Regions from separate parts of the Athene noctua genome. Here region 1 is linked to region 2. Evidence: chromatin contacts called from public Hi-C data. All regions are on one chromosome and are shown on one strand. The core of a region is the stretch at or near the end of the contact, and the rest is flanking DNA. Distances in the headings are between cores, read along the strand shown. Region 1 holds the start of LOC141964613 (homeobox protein CDX-1-like). Region 2 holds the start of LOC141964794 (ligand of Numb protein X 2-like).

Region 1 (3,422 bases), core at 28-2,527, 130 kb after region 2:
AATTTTTTTTCTATTCATACAAGGTACAGATTTTTGTTTTAAGGATGCTCAATATATTTTTTTCTATTGTTCTTAACTGCAATCAAACAGAACCTTTTCCTCATGCTTCATGACTTATTTTTACAGGTTAAATATGATTGAAGAATTGTTTTGTACTCCTCAACTATTATGCATCAGAGACTGATCTGTTGTTGTATTAACTGATTTTGTTACCATGAATCTTTATATTCCTGCATATTCTGAGAGCTACTACTACAAAGTGAAGCGAGCCTTTCCTTATCATTCCTGTTTTTAAAGCATTGACTCATTGTTTGATCTTTCAGATCTCATTTCATTTCAGTGTTCTAAGGTTTACAGAGGTTGTTTCTAATACAAAACCTTATTTCCAACCCCCTACTGTATATATTTTACTTGAAATTTTCGTATGTACTCTAAAACATGAGGAAAATAAGCACAGTATAGGTAGTGGAGAAATATGATACTTTGATCACAATTTCTTTCTGCAGACATGCTGCTTCATTCCAATCTATAGGACTCCTATTAAAAGCAATTATTTGATATCACAAATGTTTTTACCATATCTGAAGTGCAAATACTTCGCTGTCAAAGGACATTGCTTTTCACTTGGCTCAGCATTAAAGATCAAGAAGGAAAAATAAGATGTGGTCAGCTGATCAAAACCAGCATCCAATAATCGAACCAACATTTAACTGCTAGCAGTTAGGATCTTTCTTTGTTAAACTGCATGCTTCCCTCTAAGCAGGGAAGATGGCAAAAAAAAACCCCAACAATGAAAAAAAAAAAGTAGAATTTCTTCTTGGCATAAAACCTCAGTGCCCTCATACCTGTAGAAGTAGATTGCACCGTTTTCCTCATCCATTCGTAAGAGCTGTGCCTTTGGCTGTTGGGAGAGATTTGCTGTGTATTAATTGTATCTACAGGAGGTAACCCCCCAGATCCAGCAGGATGGAGGGAGCTGTAATCAGCAGAACTGTAGGAGACCTGTCCAGGAGACGAGCCATTGATCTGTGCAGCAGCAACAGTGCTGGAAGGTCCTGGGCCGTAAGCGTTCCAGTCCTCCCTCTGTGGGCCATAGGGCGATCCCCATGTTCCTGCAGGCTGTCCATGGGTGTCCAGAGTTGGCACAGGATGATATCCCATGTAATCTGAATAGGGTGGAGTAGACACAAAGTTTTGCACTGGCAGGTTGTTGCTGCTGCACCTTGCAGATCCTGGATACATGCTGGTTTCTTTATCCAAAAGATAACTCACATACATGATGCTCACAGCCTGGCTTTGTCTTGCTGGGACATCCTGCTCCTCACAGTGTTTGTTTGATCTCTCTTCCCCTCCTCTTTCTTTCTCTCTCTTTTCTAGCCCTGACTGGCTCTATAAATGACTCATGCTAGCCCTGATGTCCCTTTACTACACATGATTAACAATGGTTTTACCAGGTGCTGGTGGTAACAGTTTACTAAGGTCCTGCCTGATGTCACAGATAACTGCCTGCCCCAAAATTACATTTGCATTCAAATGAAGGGCTGACCATGCAGGCAACCCCACCTTGCTGCTAGTTCTAGTGCTTCCTTTCTCACAGATCCTTTATGTATTACCATCCCGGTTCTATACTTTTTGAATGTAGTTTGAAATCTTGTAGTCTTCAAGCAGAGTTGCATACATAGTTAACCAATAACTGTTCAGGCAGTAGAAGTAGTATTTTTCTTGAGCAATATATGTCAGAATCTAACTTCAGGCACTAGGTTATAGTTAAAGCCTGATATCTGTTAGTCCAGTACTTCTTTTGTTAGAATGTGCTATATTATTTTTTAAAACTGAAAACAAAGGACCAGTTCAGTCTTTAACTGCAGCTCTTACATAGTTTCTCACATGAACACTCTTCTTGACTTCAGCTCTTAGTCCATGTGGGAGAGCACTCAGAAACCACAGTAATCCTGCTGATTTTAACATTACAAAGGGTATACAAGAAGTCTCATAGTCATTTTGAGCATTTGTTCATACGAATAGTCTTGTTGATGTTAGCAAGCCTATTCATGAGCTGGCTGCTTGCCACTGATTGAAGTTTCTCTGTTCTACCTTACAATGTTAACAGAAAGAGAATCTGTTATTGAGAGAATGCAAAATTTGTCACTTTCCCTATGCTTATGATATTGAAATGAGTGGTAGTTTTCCCTAAAGGTTTTTCTGTTCTCATTGCTGTGCTTGTTCACAATAAGTAACAACTTTTCTTAGAAATATGGTAACAAATTCTAGCTTTTTAACTCAAAAAAGCAATTTCCTAACTTTCAGGAGCAATCCTATGTTTGTAAGTAACCAACTCCTGTGAGATTATCTGTAACCAGGAATGAGGAGAGCAAGTGTTGATTTCTTTCTTTTTTTTTTTTTTTTTTTTTTAAATGAGATGGATACCTTAGCATTGTCTCTTAATGAGAATTTACTGTTTTCATTCCTGTTCCTTTAATGATGTGATACTTAATTGCACCTTTATTAATGAACCAACTTGTTAAAAGTATTTTTCTTAAACAGGTGCAAAGTATAATGAGCTTTTTCTTTGTTCAGAGGTGTATTTTTTCCATGAGAGTCTTTTGCACTTTAACACCATTTAGACTTACAGGTTCTTCCTCCTGGTTCTCAGGTGTAAAGAGTCACTTTGCACACCTGACAACACGGTTGTTCCCTTTTGTGAGAGAATGGTGTCCTTAGTCTGCAGTCACAAGATGGGTTATGGCTGTAGTTGTGGAAAAAACTTTTTTTGACTGTTCATTTCAGAGTGAGGTGAAAAAACACAGGCTACCTTTTTTGAGGATTTGTTAAGACATTTCTACTGTGCACTTGGGTAAAACTTGTGCTCATTTACTCCTTGCTTCTTGTGAGCTTTTGGAGGATAATGTTTTGCTGGTATTTAAAGGTATTTTAAAAATCGTTAGTGGGGGGGAAGTTGTCAAACTGTTTCTTCTGCTTGCGTATGTGAGGTTATTCAGTTGCAATTTACACATCTGTGACAGCCAGCCATTCAAAATGGCCAAGTATACCTGCTGGTATAGACTCCTCAAATCTAGGGAAGTTAATAATCATGTATCTGAACAGCTTAATTCTCCTGTATCAGCAAAATAAATCATATTTGTCTAATTACAAATTAGGTGTCTCTAGACCAATGGAATGGGATTTAAATGTAGCATTATCTATATATACACCTTTTTTTTCTTTTTTTAACTACAGTGTTTCACTCCCTTTCTCAGTCGTTTATAGAGCAGTGTGATTGCTTGGTAGCTTTCGAGTTCAGACTGTATTGAAATAGTTACAAAGAAAGATTCTTTATGGCTTTTTGTTGTAACTTGATTTCAGTTTCCTTTCCTCCTCTTCAAAACTGTTGAAGACTCACCCTTTTAAGCATTTCTATACCT
Region 2 (3,482 bases), core at 549-3,048:
AACAGTGATCTAAATTAAAAGAAAGGGTCTTGTTGCATTTTCGGTACATGGTGCATCTCCCTACTGTCTCACCTTTGCAACACAAAGATCCTCTCGCACACTAACAAGCATAGCTCACAGCCCCTCATTCAAAGACTTCAATAGACAAAAACAGGGAACATAAAGATTTTGTAAGGTAGCAAAGAACCAAAATGATTACATAGGAAATTTAACAGAAGATGGGTAAATTGAGCCAAATCAGTCCATGTCTGAAATAAAAGACAATCTCCTCTCTGCACCAACATTTCTTGAATAGTCTTACTTGAAGAACACAGACCCCTAGCCCTACTAAAGCAGAGAAGGTATTTTCAAGGCCTTGAAAGCACTTACTCCTCTCTCCATTTAAGTCTACTTCAGCAACTGTGGGACATGCCTAAATGATCAAATGCAGACAGGCGTGTGCTATTACCTATGCCAATGTACAAAGCTTTCCTTCCTAATAGATCTTCCTCTAAAACTATGGCTTGATGTTCTATATTTTTGTTCTTTATTGGCAGAAATGTCATTTTCTTTATTACTCATGACCCTCTTGACTGCAGTAAGAGTATTTCCAAGGCTGTGTGATGAACCAGAGAAAGAAATTATAACCCAGAAAATACTATGGGTTGGGGGTTGGTTTGATTTGGGGTTTTTTTGGCTTGAAACTGTTCTAATTCACTGTGTGGACTTAAATGAGATATGGTACAAAGAAAGGGATGATACACATCCAGGAAGGTCTCTTCCTCTGGGATAAACTCATAGCTTGGACATGCTAACACAGCTTGAAAACTTTCAGGCCCCACCTGGTTTGGCACTTTGCTGGTTTGAAGCATGAGGGCTACAGGGAGCTGCCTAAACAGGAGTGCTGGAAGTTGGACCTATTTCCTGTTCATAGTAACAGCACAGAAATTAGCACTCTGTTGTCTCCAGTGCCATCCCTTCCCTGGCTCTTACCAGCCCCAAAGTGGCACGAAGTGCCCCGCAGTCCCATGGCTTCCTCCCACAGCACGACAGCTGATCAGCAACCACCTCACTAACTTCCTAGACTTCTACGATTTGCCTTGCCAGCAAATTAAATGCAAGTGCAAGCCAAATACTTCTGAATTGTCAGTATTTCTGTTTATCACTGAAAGCGGGCAGAATGCAAATAAATAATTTCTCCTCAAATTCTGTCCTTTTTTTTTTTTTTTCTTTCAGCTCGCTGAACTAGTTTGCTCCTTGCACTCGAGCAGCATCAGATTTTGCACTTTATTTTATTTTACAGGGGTTTTTTTTTGTAAGGCAGAGGCTTAAGGGCACTGCTGGGGTGGGCAGAATCACTTCAGCCCACAAGCAGAGATGTCGCTAGGCGAGGGCAGAGGCCGCTCCCCACAGGGCCGGGGTCCCCGGGCCGGGTCCCGCCCTGAGGTGAGCCCCCAGCCCCTGCCCTCCGCGGCTGTTTCACCGGCTCACCGCGACCGGACAGCGGGGCAGAGCCGCCCCAGCCGCCCGCCGCGGCGGCCCCGCCAGCCCCGGGGCCGGGCAGAGCCTGAGGGGAGCGGGAGAGCCCGGCGCAGGCGGCCGAGGACAACAAGGCGCCCCGCGTCGGCCCGGCGCTCTCTGGCGGGGCTGGAGCGGGGCTGCTGGGGCTGTGGGCGGCCCGGGCCGGCCCGAGGAGGAGGGGAGCGCGGCGGGGAGGGCAGGGCTGAGCCGTGCCGGGCGGGCGGGCGACACCTGGGCGGCTGCGCTGCCTCCTCCTCTCACGTAGGTTTCGACTTTCTTCCCCGCCCGGAAACTTGGTGGAGGAGCCGCGCTTGCCGCCGTCGCAGGCCGAGTTGGCGCTGGGTTTCCTTCGCCTTCTCCCTCCCCTTCCCGGGGGCGAGCGAGCCCCCTTCCCGCCCCCGGCGCCTGCAGGTGAGGGGGGGCGGCGGGGTGTGTGTGTGTGTGTGAGGGGCGCGGGGTTCCCGCCGCGGCTGAGGGGCGGGAGGCCGCGGGGGGTCGCGGATCCGCCGTGGAAGCGGCGGAGGGCGGCAGCTCCTGCCCAGGCGCCCGGTTCTCCCGGCCGAGGGTTTCCCAGCCGTGACCGAGCGAGGGGGGAGAGTCAGCTGGGGCTGGTATCCTCACCCCGTGCGGTAAGCACGGCTGGGGCTGGGCAGCGCAGGTGACGGCTGCCCGCCCGCCCGCCTGCCCCCGGGGTTTAACTCTTCCGAGGTCGGTCAGGCAGGCAAGCAGCACTCGGGCCTGGGCCGGACACCCCAAACTCGGCGTTCTGGCCGCTTGTGTGGGTCGGAGGAGGACGCTCGGGCAAAATTCCTTGGCTAGCAGATGGAGAGGTATTAAGTTGGCAAGTTTCTGGTGCCGTGCTGGTAATTAATGCAGAAAAAGCCTATAAATAGGAGCTGAGATAACAGGCAAAGGAGAGTAACGTGATGATGTGGACATTTTGGAAATGCCTTAAAGGTAAGAAATACAGGTGATGTGAAATATGAAGTAGTGCTCTGGAGAGGTTTGTAAGAGGCTTGGAAAGAAACGTTTAAGGGATGCTACATGACTGGAATGCTTTTTATTTAGGAGTTTTTCGTGGGGCATTTAAAGCGAGGTGGGGCCATGTGCTGCTAAAAGGGACGATCCCACTCTGCTTCGCTGCTCGGTTGTGTGCACTTGACCTCTCTCTACTTCTGACATTAGCCTCTTTATCTGATTGAAAACGAACAGAACAGGCAGCTGCCAGCTGATGCCAGCATAGGAGGTGGCAGGGAGAGCGGGACTGCCCCTTTCGGTGGCAGTGTAGGCTTAGTTTGCTTTAAACCATGCTTGAAATAGCACTTTCAATTCCTTGAGTGTTTTTTTTGGTCCTACTTTACCTTGGTAAAGTAAGGAATGCAAAATGAATATTTCCCTATTGCTTAACAAGCCAAAAGGGGTAATATTTTCACTTTCTGCTCCAGGTTTTTAGCCAAGGCGAAAGGACCAGAACTGTATAAAGACTCCATATGAAACGCTATTCCAGCTCAAGTGCAGATAGTAAGTGTTGAGGGGGGTCTCTGCTGTGGAAAGGGTATGTCAGGGCAGGGTCACGGTGTACAAGCCTATGGAGATAGTAGGCAGCCGTGGGAAATTTCTGTCACTGACACACAGCCCCAGAGTTGTCCAGTCTAATCCTTTAGCCTCTGGAGACTCCAGAGCAGCCCAAGGTTTGGGTGGTGTGGTGTAGTTTAAAGAACTGTAGTTGTCCTCCTGCAGCAATGCCAGTTGTGTGCTGTGCCTCTGAGGGATGGCACTGACGTTTGTCCTTGATGCTTGAAGGCCAGAGCTCTTTTGGCAGTTCTCCAGCAAAGAGAAAGCAGATTGTGCACATGGCTCCTTCAAAACAAAACTTCTTTCTCTTAAATTACACACTCACACTCTTCTTTTACAATGTGACTAAACAGATGTAGTGTGTCTGCTATGGAAAGGGTCTAAGGCAGAGGTAATATTTATTCCCT

The links. Hi-C and Micro-C count contacts between places; a contact is called where the count stands out from the background.
Region 1: a contact with region 2 is called in a Hi-C map of heart, with 2.8 times the contacts expected there. The contact joins the promoter of LOC141964613 here to the promoter of LOC141964794 in region 2. A contact is called at or near these places in 2 of 2 Hi-C or Micro-C datasets (heart and liver).

The regions. Positions count from the first base shown.
Region 1 is chr11:11,950,698-11,954,119 of bAthNoc1.hap1.1, forward strand. LOC141964613 (homeobox protein CDX-1-like) reads right to left here and starts at 1,278. Exons shown (of 3, transcript XM_074915222.1): 1 at 846-1,278. The coding sequence starts at 1,278.
Region 2 is chr11:11,815,245-11,818,726 of bAthNoc1.hap1.1, forward strand. LOC141964794 (ligand of Numb protein X 2-like) reads left to right here and starts at 1,799. Exons shown (of 11, transcript XM_074915545.1): 1 at 1,799-1,911.